Regions from separate parts of the Triticum aestivum genome. Here region 2 is linked to region 1. Evidence: chromatin contacts called from public Hi-C data. All regions are on one chromosome and are shown on one strand. The core of a region is the stretch at or near the end of the contact, and the rest is flanking DNA. Distances in the headings are between cores, read along the strand shown. Region 1 holds the start of LOC123050184 (organic cation/carnitine transporter 4-like). Region 2 holds the start of LOC123054743 (xyloglucan endotransglucosylase/hydrolase protein 9).

Evidence for each region. Hi-C and Micro-C count contacts between places; a contact is called where the count stands out from the background.
Region 2: a Hi-C map of leaf shows a contact between it and region 1, with 2.7 times the contacts expected there. The contact joins the promoter of LOC123054743 here to the promoter of LOC123050184 in region 1. A contact is called at or near these places in 2 of 5 Hi-C or Micro-C datasets (both in leaf).

What each region holds. Positions count from the first base shown.
Region 1 is chr2D:588,119,451-588,122,839 of IWGSC CS RefSeq v2.1, reverse strand. It overlaps LOC123050184 (organic cation/carnitine transporter 4-like), which reads right to left and starts at 1,434. Exons shown (of 3, transcript XM_044473015.1): 1 at 951-1,434; 2 at 1-448. The coding sequence starts at 1,434.
Region 2 is chr2D:588,434,888-588,438,001 of IWGSC CS RefSeq v2.1, reverse strand. LOC123054743 (xyloglucan endotransglucosylase/hydrolase protein 9) reads right to left here and starts at 1,764. Exons shown (of 3, transcript XM_044478580.1): 1 at 1,485-1,764; 2 at 1,279-1,379; 3 at 1-832. The coding sequence starts at 1,665. The coding sequence ends at 149.

The DNA.
Region 1 (3,389 bases), core at 185-2,684:
GCGGACGCGATGTCGCCCAAGACGCGCATGGCGTCGTTGGCGCGCCCGCGCACAAGGTACCACCGCGGAGACTCGGAGACGAACGGCATGACAGCAAACACGTACGCGAGGGAGGGCAGGGAGGTTACGGCATAGAGGAGGCGCCATGAGGACTGGAACATCACAGCGACCCCGGCGAGGGCCGCGATGCCCACGGAGAAAAAGTACATGGTGGACATGCCGGCGGCGCCACGGCGGGAGGGCCCGATGGGCTCCGTGGCGAGGACGAAGGAGCAGAGGCCGACGCTGCCGGTGCTGAAGCCCGTGAGGAGGCGCAGCGCGGCGTAGACCCAGTAGTTCGGGGAGAGCGCGGTGACGAGACCGAAGACGGCGTTGAGGACGCAGAGCACCAGCAGACAGCCCTTCCGGCCGAGGAACGAGTCGGAGAGGTGCCCGAAGACGCCCGCGCCTGCCGAACCCAGAGGATAAGGGCTAGTTTGGTTGGCATCCACGCCAATTCTTGCCTGGCCTGGACGGTGCCTGGAATCTGCCTGGTCGCTGTTCCGTTGGTGTCCTGGGAGTAAAAAGGTCTGCCTGGCCTGGCTTCTACAACAACCTGATTAGCCTGGTGAAGTTCAGACAAAATGAAAGAAAGTAGTCTGCTTGGCCCAGGCAGGCGATTAGCCTGGCCCAGGCGTCCATTCTTTTGCGCCTGGACATGCTGCAGCGAGCCTGGCATTACTTAAATATTGTTTATTGACTGGATGACACAACGCCAGGCCAGGAAAGGATCCAAACGCAACGCTGCCAGGCTAGCCTGTAGAGGCAAATAAGCATCAGGCTTCCAGGCTCGTCCCAGGCAGCAGATTTTCCCAGGCATGGACTCCAGGACACCAACCAAACTACCCCTAAGTCACTTCAGCAAATAAAGCGGCACCGAAGACGAATGGCCGATGAGAGTACTGGCGTACCGATCATGCACCCGACGAAGAAGACGGCCTGGACGAGGCCGACCTTGTAGCGCTCGCCGCAGACGAGGCCCCACTCGGCCACCGTGGACGAGCCGCTCCCCTGCTCCCACTCCCAGCCGGCCGCAGCGCCGGCACAACGGTCGCCGCACCGCCGGTCCCCCGCGGGGCACGACATGGCCGGCTCGCGGTCAGCGAAGATCATGACCATGGTGTGCATCGCCTCGAGCGCCCACGCCGCCGTCACCATTACGAACTGCCGCAGCTGCCACCGCCCGAACTCCCCCGCGTGCTGTGCGAGGGCATCGTCGATGCTCAGGCGATCGCCGCCGCCGCTGCCGGAGGGGGCATTAGCAAGGAGCGCCTCGGCGGCGGACATTTGATTCCTGGTTTCTTTGGCGCGGGGGTGGGTGCGTGTAGGTGTAGCCGTGTACTGGGTGCTCGCGATCGTTGGAGTATTTGTAGGCGGAGCGAGGCACGTGCGCATGTCAACGGTTCTGCACAGCTAATTAATCACGGGAGAGGGACTCGTGAAGTAGTAGGAGTATTAAAACTGAGGGGCATGCAGGCGCACGGCTTCACAGATCTGCGAGATACAGTTTCACATATTTGACTTGCAGTAGAAGAGTGCAGGAGCATCTCTAGCAGATCCCGTATAACTCTGATAAAACACGTTTTTTCCGGCCGTTTTACGGGATGGCCCAAAAAAATAGCCCGAACAGGTGCGCTAAAAAGGACCCGGCCCGTAAATCGTTTACGGAAGCCCGTAAACCGCCCGTGATTCCAGTATATATGTTGGCCCCGGGTCGATTTAGGATTCCCGTCTTGTTTCTCCCCCATTGCCGCGAAACCTTTCCCCCGGCGAGAAATCCCTATAACTCAACCTACGATTTGCGGCACTGTCCCCCACCCAAACTTGCCAGAGATGTTGACGGCTGTTGGCGGTTGGGGTGGCCAAGGGGGATGCGGCGGGAACGGCGGCCGCCATGGGCTCGGCGGCGACCCACCCCTTAAGCGCTGCCACGACGCGGAGGTCGGGAGCTCCTCCCTCCACCCGTCGGTGGACGAACGGCGGAGGCAGCAGGCGCGCGACCATGGCGCCCGCTCCCGCAGCGCCGGCTATCGGGTGTGGACAAACTTCCACCGCCTCGACTGCATCTTCTCCCAGGCTGTCGGTACTAAACGGCCGGCAAATCTCGGGTCGGGGGTCCCAAGCTGTGGATCTTCGAACGATGGTGAACATGAGACAAAGGGCATAATGTTTACCCATGCTCGGGCCCTCTCGAAGATGTAATTAAAATCCTACGTCATGCTTGATTATATTGATGATGGAGTATCGAGTACAGGTTGATCTACCTCGAGATCGTATGTTGTCTTCTAAACCCTAAGGCTGGTAATTATGATTGTGTCTCTATGGACTAAACCCTCTGGGTTATATATGCACCAGGGATATCTAGGGTAACACATGGTCGGTTGCCAACTAAAGATAAGCATGCCGATAGGTGAAGTAGTCCTTGAAGTACACGCCAAGTCTTCGGCAGAGTCCGTCTTGGTCACGTCAGGGTTCGAGGCTTCCGGAGTCCTTCCTTGTGAGATCGGTGGGCCATAAGCTCGACTCATGGACTGTGGACCGACTAGGTTGGTACCTCTTAGTCCTGGACACCATCAGTAGCCCCTGAACTTGTCTTCGAAGTCGGGGACAACAATCTTCCTCAAACTAATGTCTTTCGGCTTGGAGTCTTCAGCTTGACACGAGTTCCTCTCTCCAAGTGGTTCTCATGTAAACCCAAACTCTCCTTTATTTGAGGCAACTATCGAGCTTCCCTTTAACAGGGCCACCCGCCGACCACATGTTTTAAGGGTCATATTTTGGCATCTGCAGCCTTGAGATAGCTTTGCCTCGAAGGCCTGCCGCATAGGTGTGAACAGTGTTCTGGCCTCACAGCTTTTACCGAACCGTCACCACCCGTGGCGCTCAAGCAAGCCAGTTATTGTAGCTCAAATCTTGGCCCGAGTCAATTCTTTCAATAGCACGTCTCATCAAAACAGAGATCATGGTCTGTATTTTGAGGGGTATCATCAAGAATTGTTTCACCCCATGCGCATGTAACGGCACCAAAGACTGGAATGTGGCGATTCCTCCGGCCCAGTAAAATGGACCTTCGGCCTTTCACTAACCTATAAAGGCAAGGAGCAGTAAACCACTTTCCCTCACGCAAGGCTCCTTCTAGCCTGCTTTTTCAAAAAAGGCAAACATGATATTTCCAAGTTTCACAAAAAAAAAAGTCTTGCAAAACTTATATGTATTTGTCACAATCTGTAAAATTTTGTTCAGAAACATTGTAATTTGCAAGCTGCGGGAAAAAAATCCAGGCCCAACAATAAAAAATTTGGCCCATTCTCATGTACATATTTGTCTTTTTTTGTCTAGCCACGTATACA
Region 2 (3,114 bases), core at 515-3,014, 310 kb before region 1:
GAGATAACAAACACGGTCGAAGTTCATCGGAGAGACGTGCGGACCTAAATCGAAACTGAAAACGAGCAGCTGCGACGATCCATCGATGTCATGGATCCATTCTACTAATTAAGATTCCGACGGAGGTGGCCGGCGACGACGCGGCGGATCAGCGGCCGGCGCACTCGGGCGGCTGGACGGGGAAGCGATCGGTGTCGACGCAGTAGTCGTAGACGAGGTGGTGCGCGCGCGCCCACACCAGCTGGTGGCTCTGGTGCACGGACAGCTCCTGCATGTCCTTCTCCTTCCACCAGTAGCGGCCCTCCTTGCCCCACGAGCTGCCGCTGCAGCGCGCCACCTCGCCGGCGTCCGAGTCGGAGGCGTTGGCGGCCCAGGCGCAGCCCTCCACGCGCACGTCCCGGAACGTGGCCACGAACGGCGCGTGCGACCAGTCCGTCTTGACCAGCCCGCCGCGCGTGGCCCAGTCGTCCGCGTTCCAGATGGAGCTGTACACGGCCATGGGCTGCGGCGACGGGAACGCGGACGCCGTTTGGGCCTGGGTGGTGGTGGCGTTGGGGTGGCGGTGGTGGCCCTTGGGCTTGGTGGCGGAGGCGTTCTTGTTGTCGTAGACGCGGATGGGGGTGTCGTCGACGAGGAAGACGACCTGGCTGGGGTTCCAGAGCACGGCGTAGGTGTGGAAGTCGGCGGTGGGGTCGAACCAGAGGTCGATGCGCTGCTCCCGGTTGCCCACGCCGTCGATGTACAGGTTGGTCTGCACCAGGTACGGCTCGCCGGTGACGTTGCCCAGGAACTCGAAGTCGAACTCGTTGTGCTTCTCCCCCGCCGACGACAGCTGCAAGTCCATCATACAAGCACATCACAAAGATTAGTTACTCGAGGTTGAAGATGCAAATACTGTCAAGCACTAAGCATTAGTAGTAATAAGTGGTAACTCAACGGGGGTAAATCTTTCAGGGTTATTTTGTTTAAAGTGGCAGCTTTTAAGAAAGTTGTTCTGTTGCTGAGCTTGTTCACGTGCCGTGTTGTTTGTAAATAGGTGCTTGGCAGCATCCATGGCCTGACCATGACAGACATGGCGAGCATGTCCCATCGACCCATCCCCATTTTACTCAGATTAATCCTTATAATGGAATCAACATTGAAAGATGCATATTCTTGTTTCCTAATGCAGAATGAATGCAGCAGTTCACGGGGCAGATGTCACGAGCAGATGAAAATGGCAATGCCAAGACGAAGAGCAACATCGGGGCAAAGCAAGGCGGGCCTGCACTCACTCACATAGAAAGCAGTGACGACGCCAGCGGAGTCCCCCGGCACGAGCTTCAGATCCGCGGTCGCCTTGCCGTACAAGAACCTGTTCTTGGACGCAAATCCGCCGCCTGTCGAAATGAAAATACAGACAAGAAGAAGCCATCAGCAAAAGAGCTCCATTGTTACTGAGACAAATGCTGGCGGCGCCTGTGCAGCGAGAGGACGGGGCGTACCGGAGGAGCTGTCGAGGCGGAGCTTGAGGAGGTCGTCCTCGTAGAGGACGTGGTCGTTGGCCCAGCTGGGCTGCACCACGTCGTCGAACTTGCTCGCCGCCGCCGCCACCCCGGCGCACACCACCGCGGCCACGGCGAGCGACGCCGCGGCGACCAATGCGCCGTTCTTCCACCACGCCATTGCCGCCAACCCGTAACGACGCTAGCTACTGCCTGCTCAGTGCTCCTCCTCACTGTACTGAGCTCGCCGTGTGCCGTGTGAACCGTGATTGTTCCGGCAAGGGCCTTGGCGCGCGTTATATAGGCGGGGCAAGCTGGTAGTGTGGGGGTGGGAGCCGGCTTGCGGAGGAAGGGTGGCACGTGACACGAGGGCGCCGGGCGCCCACGTAGGAAGGCGAGGTAGCCGTTGGGTGGTGGGGCCAGGCCCGTAATAATTTTGGCAACTTTTGCGGCATTGGGCACGCCCCTGTCTGTCACGCTGCTAGCCTGCAAGAGTGCTAGCTCTACTGGCTCCGGCCGAGCCGAGCCGAACCGTACGCATCATTCAGCACGATCCTCGCTGGCCACAGCTGGCTGCCTCGCGGGGGCGTACGTGACACGGTAAAGAGCAAAGTGCGAAAGGTAGAAAAGAGAGTGAGCAAACACAGCACAGCGGTACCGTCGAGTACAGCAGCAGATCAATGCGTGTCAATGTAGCGTCCAGTGCGTGCTACCAGTTGGTACGTACCGCTGCGCCACGGCTTGATGGAGAAGCTAGCGAGAGGCATGCAGGGAGCGCGGACAGTGCTACCTCCCGCACTGCACTGCACTGCCGTGATGGGCATTCAAATACTCATCTCTGTTGCGCACGCCAGTCTCATCTCCTCTAGTGCTAAGTGCTAACATTGATGCTCTGATAACGTAACCTAGTCGTTAATTAAGGGCCTCTTTGATTCGTAGGATTTTAAAAACGCAGGAATAGAAAAAGTATAGGGTTGGAGTGGAATCCTATAGAATTAGCAATGAGTATTTGATGGCACGGGACAAACAAAGAAATTGTAAAAAAAGGTTGGAGTGGTTGTTAGATTTTCTATGAAATGTAGTACAAAAGATTCCATAGAAAAAAATCCCATGAGATTCAATCCAATGAATCAAAGGACCAACATAAAAAAAATCCTAAGAATTTTAATCCTTCAAAAATTCTATTAAATTCCTTTGAATCAAAGGAGCCCTAAGCGTAGGCGCATTGACGGAGGGTGGAATGGGCATCTTTATCCTAGCGGCTCAAGGAATATTTTACGTGAGCAGATCGAACGGTGACGTCCGGGCAGATGCCACTGCCGTGTTTAGTGTACACTACTTTATGCTTAATCTATCTGATGGTGTACCGCATTAGGAACGGGTCCCCAAGAGGGAGCAGTATCATGTTGGTTCCAGCTGTGGAGTACTTCTTCGTCCGGAAATACTTGTCGAAGAAATGAATGTATCTAGACGTATTTTAGGTCTAGATACATCTATTTTTATCCATTTTTTTAGTAAGTATTTCGAGATGAAGAGAGTACTACGAGAGAGCATCTCTACTTTAGAAAGGGCTCACGTTGCCAAATACCAGTACTAGTACTGCTGCTTAAAGTACTCTACAAAAATCACA